Linked DNA regions of Dromaius novaehollandiae: region 2 is linked to region 1. The links are chromatin contacts, called in public Hi-C maps. All regions are on one chromosome and are shown on one strand. Each heading gives the region's core, a stretch centred on a gene start, on an enhancer-like site or on the middle of the called end of the contact. The rest is flanking DNA. Distances are from core to core; before and after follow the strand shown. Region 1 has its middle 40 kb from the start of PCLO. Region 2 overlaps PCLO (piccolo presynaptic cytomatrix protein).

What was found. Hi-C and Micro-C count contacts between places; a contact is called where the count stands out from the background.
Region 2: a Hi-C map of liver shows a contact between it and region 1, with 13 times the contacts expected there. The contact joins two enhancer-like sites. A contact is called at or near these places in 2 of 4 Hi-C or Micro-C datasets (brain and liver).

Annotation. Positions count from the first base shown.
Region 1 is chr1:6,777,592-6,780,653 of bDroNov1.hap1, reverse strand. No RefSeq gene overlaps it. Among named protein-coding and RNA genes, the nearest start is that of PCLO, 40 kb to the left of the region's middle. Within about 2 kb of position 1,778, at least 1 of the 2 cell types and tissues checked has open chromatin away from gene starts, as enhancers often do.
Region 2 is chr1:7,183,820-7,187,221 of bDroNov1.hap1, reverse strand. PCLO (piccolo presynaptic cytomatrix protein) reads right to left here. Exons shown (of 26, transcript XM_064504922.1): 26 at 1-3,402. Among named protein-coding and RNA genes, the nearest start is that of CACNA2D1, 170 kb to the left of the region's middle. Within about 2 kb of position 1,876, at least 1 of the 2 cell types and tissues checked has open chromatin away from gene starts, as enhancers often do.

The DNA.
Region 1 (3,062 bases), core at 529-3,028:
TGGTTCTTGACTTCCATATTGCCTTCATTCTTTTTTCTCATACCACAGTGTATAGCTAACTGGAAATGTCTCTATTTATTCAACTGATATCCGAAAGAGAACTCAGTGCTAAAAGAACAATTCCAATTGTATATTTGAGATAGATTAATCTTTTTTTAACTGAGACCACTGTAATTATATTATTTTATATCAATATACTAATGTCCCATATGTAGACTTCTTACTCACTGCATTGTGTAACATAACATAATAATCTTTGACTAGTCTTCCTCTCAGCATAATCCAGACTCTAAGTTTTATAAGAAAATAGTGTTTAAATACTATTTTGTGCTGCTATCAAGAGGAAGAAATATTTTAAAATGCATTGCCTTTTTTTCTAAACAAATAATTTGCTGAGACTAAATTAAAAAAAAAGAGTAAAATATTGCCTTAAGTATGAAGTACAGACAGAAAGATGGTAATATTTTAGTTTTGGTTTTGCAAATGCCTCATTTTGTGGCCTTGGAAACAACATTTAACCTTTCCATGACTTGTCAGCATCATCTGTATAATGAAGATAATACTTATCAAGCCAAGGAGATAAGCATTAAAAGCTACTGAAATGCCTGCTCCAAAGACTTATTAAATCAATGGGTATGTTTCCATCTATTTTAATGACTTTTGGATCAAGCTCTTAATACAGAGCATTACACTTTCATTAAATTTAAAAAGAAAAAAAATCAATAAATGGAAAACATTTATTCTGTTTGCTGTAAAGTTCCTTATAGCATTTTTATTCTAAACAATATGACACTGTGATAATGTCCAACAACCAGAAGGAGATACTGCTTAGAAACAGGTGTCCACCTGCTCCACTTTCTTCTTTCAGCTCTAGGAACTGAAAATATTATCTACAGTTAAATGAACAAACTATAATTATAAAGTCTGAATACTCTTTTAAAATGTAAAATGTATGGTATCACTGATAACTTTGGTGTTACCATCAGTACTTTGGACCATGGAAGGAATTTTCAGTGTGATATTCAATGTGATATCTGGGCACATGACTCCATTTAGAATATGAGTTTCATATCTCAGAGGGTAAAGAAACTGAGACTGGGAAGTGAATGGTCATTAATTTTAAAATATATATTTCTTCCATTCACTGAATTAATGTGGATGAAATAAGTGATGCTCTTGTGGGAAGAGGGCTAAAGTAGTCAAAAGGAGTCAAAAGAAAAGAGGCAACAGGTATCAGGCTGAAGCATTGACCACACCTGAAAAACAAAGCAGATCAGACTGAATGACCCCTAAATCTGTTTTGACGGATTTACAGCTTTCACATATATTCCACTTTCCAAATGATATCTAATTTTATTTGTGATCAAGCTGTAGGAAACAAAACACAGATTTTTCATAGTCTTAGCAGCCACATTGCCTTTACAGCTAATAGGACATATTAAGGCTTTTTTCTTAAGATAGTTTTTCGTAAAGGCATCTTCTTTAATTTTCCCTAAGTAATCAGCTGTTAAAAAAAATCATAGTATTGATGCAGATAGTAGAAGTAAATTGCTCTGATCTGTAAGCTGCCTGCTCAGCTATTGTTGATTCTGCATACCGAGGAACTGTGATCAAGGATGACTCCTAACAGAAAAAGGCCTTAGTGAAAACACATTTCCAGCAGCAAGAATGAATATCTTGTTAAGCTCTCAGACATTTCACCATTTGGTAATGAGTCACTCAAGCATCTGGCAGGAATTTAAGCACCTTTGAACAATTTGTGTTCTAAGAATGTTCACACACACTTCTTTGTTTATGGGAAGGGTGATGTGAATGCGTTCATTAAGGCCTGTGGTGAGGAAGGGGGGATAGAAGGATCAGAAATACAATAAAACAAACAAAAAACACGGGTGAGCAACGAGCTAAAAGAATGCAAATACCACATTCATTTTGGGGAACATAACATCTGAATAGCTTTGCCAAGCTGATGATACATCATTTTTCAAAGAGGATGAAAGTTGGAGGCAGACAATAGTTGCCTGAAGGAATTGCTATAGTAAGACGTGTTCACCTAATTGTTAGTTTCCAGACTGTGCTGTTTTGACAATAAGGGCTTAGAGGCAAAGCTGGATGCATTGTTTGTGCTTAGCATATCTAAAGCACAGAAAGAGCAATCTCGTCATTATGAAAAACTAACACGATTTAAGAGGGAAGTTAATTTTTCAGTTGAATTTTCAGAAGCTATAAATAACATCAGCCTTCTAGAAGAAGTGATTATCAGAGTTACTGACAGAGCAACTTTTTACATTCAGCTCCCCCCCACACACACCCCAATTTCTCTTTCCCTCCCTAAAACAAGGAAAATGCAATTATCTGTACATGTGAAGGGTATGTAGTTACTAAAATTGAAATGAGTTGATCGACATGAAAAAAGTCTATGAAAAGGTTAAAAAAGTCACCAGTAAATGATTTTTTTTAAAAAACAAATCTTTCTTATGTTATTTTACAGTTTAATTGCACTAAGAGTGTGCTTGCAGCTGTACCAGGTTTAAGGCAATTTTGTAGAGCCTGACAATGAAAGCACAGACCCCATTTCATACATGTTTTACTCCATTTACTTCAATAAGGTATTGCTGAATTCCTGATATAAATAAATTCAAGTTCAAACCCGCTGTTTGATTTTGACACTAATGGCTCTCTGAGGAAAACCTTTCTGACACTCAAGTTTGACCTATTTAGGAAATTTAAGGTGGCTGAAAGTTATACATCTTGAGCAGCTTTGAATACCTCTGAAGTCAAACTATATTCAGTAAGTCCTCTGCAAATCAAACCATTTATTTACCTGCTTTAATTATGACTGTAGGTGTTTTATGTTATTTGCCTATCAGAAAAAAACACTGGAGAGTGATAATCAAAGTATTTATAATCACTTGGGAGTTAATCAAAAGAGGAATAGCAAGCAATATGAGTCAGGCAAGAAACAAAGTCCTATCATACCCATCTATTTGCCGTCTAGAGCAGCAGTAGGTCTTGTAGATGCGGAGAAGCAGGAGGTATTTATCTTAATTCTAACACAGCTGATT
Region 2 (3,402 bases), core at 627-3,126, 410 kb before region 1:
TCTCAAATCACTTATTTTGAGTTATGGATATCTATATATATTATAACTTTTGAGCTCATCAGTATATTTACTTATTAATATTTTTTAAAATAATAAAACATAACATACAGAAAACATCAAAATGCTTCTTATGATTTAAAGAGAGAGTATCCGGATTTGCTTATTCCTTCCATTTTCCTTCTAAAGGCAACATGTATTCATAAAGAGTGACAGATCCTCCATGCCTGGTGTACCAAAAATTCACAAGGCAAGGAGGACTAGGTTTTAAATATAATGTAGGTGGATACTTACACTAAATTTCCTCTCTGTTTCATTACCTTTTTAAGTAACACTCACACAAATGCAAATTTTGCTCTGTTATTCACATAGGTATGTACACATCTAGATATATACTCAAATAATGGAATCTGGGACATTCAGCATTGTAGCAATGAAAATAAAGTAGTTAAAAATAGTGTCAGTTATGATTCAAATAATAAGTTAAAAAAATACTATTAACATCTTTATGATATCTCCATGAAACTAAATGCTAATTAAATAATCTCTATTGGGCACACACTAGCTTACAATATAATAGATGTCTTCTTTTTTTTTCATCATCATCCAAGTAAGAATCAATATCAGCTGGTTACCAGCTACCAAGTCCCACAGCCTAACCATGCGAACATCCAGCATCAAGAAAAGTAACTCAAAGATTTTCTAGGTCTTGATTTAAAGCCAGTTTAAGTCAACAGAATGGTTGCTATTGACTTGAGCTGGTTTGGATTGGGTTTCTGGTTTTTTCCACATGAGATCCATGTAATGTAAAAATGTGGGTAATAATAAAGAAGCAGCACTCATTGCCCCTGGATACTATCCCTTTAAAGTGTAATGATAAAGAAATAGCTCAACATTCATCATAGAAACTCTCATGTCTATTTTTAACCTGGAAAATAAAAAAGTGGCTGTTTGCTGCTCATCTTATGCATAATAATAATGATAATATTAGAAATCCCTGTCATTTGTAAACACACACACTGTGCTTTTGCTCATTTTTCAGCTTGTTTCCACTATACAAGGCCTTGAACAAAGAAGCAGCTTCAATCTCTGTTGACTCAGCAGATTTATAAATAAAAAAAGTTAAAACACCTCTGATATTGCCTCCCTACTATATTCATCTTCAAAGCAATTGTAGAAATGTGTGAACTCATTAATAATCATTCAGAAATGATAAAAGCTGTTGCCACATCTAAGCACTTTTGGCCAGATAAAAGAAACAAAAAAAAAAAAAAAAGAAAAGAAAAAAAGTGAAAAAAATATACTGAGATATATACAAAAAATTAAAAAATACTAATAGTCCTTGTTTGAATATTTTTTAAAAAATGTCACAAGAGAGTTTTTCCTGACTTCATTCATAAAATGAGAAAAAAAGAAAAAAAATGCATTCAAACATGAACGTGTGTTGCATAGAGTGATTCCAGTACAACCTAGAAATTTGGTCGAAAACAGGAACTTGGCACACTTTGGGAGCATCCTCTGACCTCTGAATTGAGGCTGCCTCAGAAAAGAGAGCGTGCACGGGCCCCGGTCTGTCCCTCGCTCGTCCTGCGCACCGGAGAACGATGACACCAAAGGAGTCCTCTCCTTACTGCAGCTGGCCGAGGCAGTTCCTCGTTCCTGACAACGTCTACTCTGCATTTCATAGTGGGCTTCCAAAACTGCCTTTAAACCTACAGAAACATGCTGTGTGCTGTGCAGAGACTCAAAGATGCTTGGATGAAGCCAGCTGCTGCCAGCTGTTTACCAGGCAGAGGCGGCTGCTCTGCACAGCCTCAGCTACACCAACCAACAGAACTATTTTATAAAAATATTGGCCACATTTGTATGTGTGTGAGAGCAAAGCATGCCTGTCCGCGTTCTCAATTAAGAGTGATGATTACAGACTGCCCAGTAAGGCAGCCAGTTAGTGCTCGTTCCTGCTGAAAATCTCCATAGCAACCACCAGCACGACTTGCTGTCTTCGTAATAAATCTTAGCAAGAACAAAATTACCAGCAGTTTGCACAAAATTGCACACCTCATGGCTTGTACTTCACACAGTAATTGAAACTGGACTTTTTTTTTTCTTTTTTTTCTTTTTTTTTTTTCAAAAAAAGAACACACTATAGCCATCAGGAATGTAAAATAACCTACCAAAAGAGCAACACATATGTCAGATATATCCACATAGGACTTTTTTGGTTTGGTTGGGGATTTTTTTCCTTGAAGTATTTATGCTCTCATAAGAACATACACAACATCAAAACATGTAGGATGTTTACAATAACTCCAGAGGACTTTTTTTTTAAATATATGAGAGGTAGGGCTTACATATACTGCTGAAAGCATAATATTCAACACTAAAGCACACATCCTACTTCCACTGCCAATGATGTTGTAGTTTTAAGATAGCTAATAGGATTTTTGGTAAGATTTCTCTGCTTGCAAGTTAAGCAGGATCCCATCAGGTTATCAACAACTTAATGTGAGTTTCTGTGGTGTGTGTATCATTAAAGTTTTCTGTGTGTTTTTTTCCTCATATTCTTTTTCCATCCTGTTATTTTAAGTCTGTAAAAATAAATGAAAAATTGAATGAGAGAAGTGTCACCAGTTTAAATGGTGCAGCTTTTCGGCAGTCGGTTCAGCTTCTGCATAAGTCTTATTTATTTATTTATTTATTAAGAAACTATTAATTTCCAAAAGAATATTTTCTGTTGGTCATGCACATCATGTGGAAGTGTGCTACATATGAATAAATTCAGAAAATGTAAGAAGACACATATATTAAACAATTTGTGAAAGTCCTTATTGGGGAAGAAAAATAAATACTTGAATTGTGGAAGTTTGGTTATTTCTTTTTAAATATGCAAAGGTCTTGAGGTAATATTTCAAGGGAAAACACTTTTTACTGAAACTGTGAAATATTAAGCGACTTCTAAGTAACAAGGGAGTTAGTACCATGTTGATTTTCTTTAAAAAAAGCCTTCTACACTTTTAAGAATCGAACAAAAAGCTCTTCCTTCTTCTAAAGCAGTGAGAATTAAAATGCAACACCTAGCCAAAAGCACCCCTCACATTAGTTTCTGACCCAAGTGAGCTAACTGCTCGGTTACAAACCCCAGAAAATGGGACTTTTGTTGTGGAAGTGCTGACACAGTCTTCAGTGTTGCAAGTTGCTTTCCTATTTACTTCTTCGGTAACTGAGAAGCCACGTTGTTGAGCGGATCATACCCAGACATTCACCTGAGATAGTCAGAGGATTTTCTTAACTCTCTCTAATGCAACAACCTATGCCCAGGAACCATGTTGTTACTCCTTCCAGTTAGACTTCACGTGTGTCGCTGATGCAGGTGCACAGCCCTGCGCAGAGCAGGGTAGTGTCACC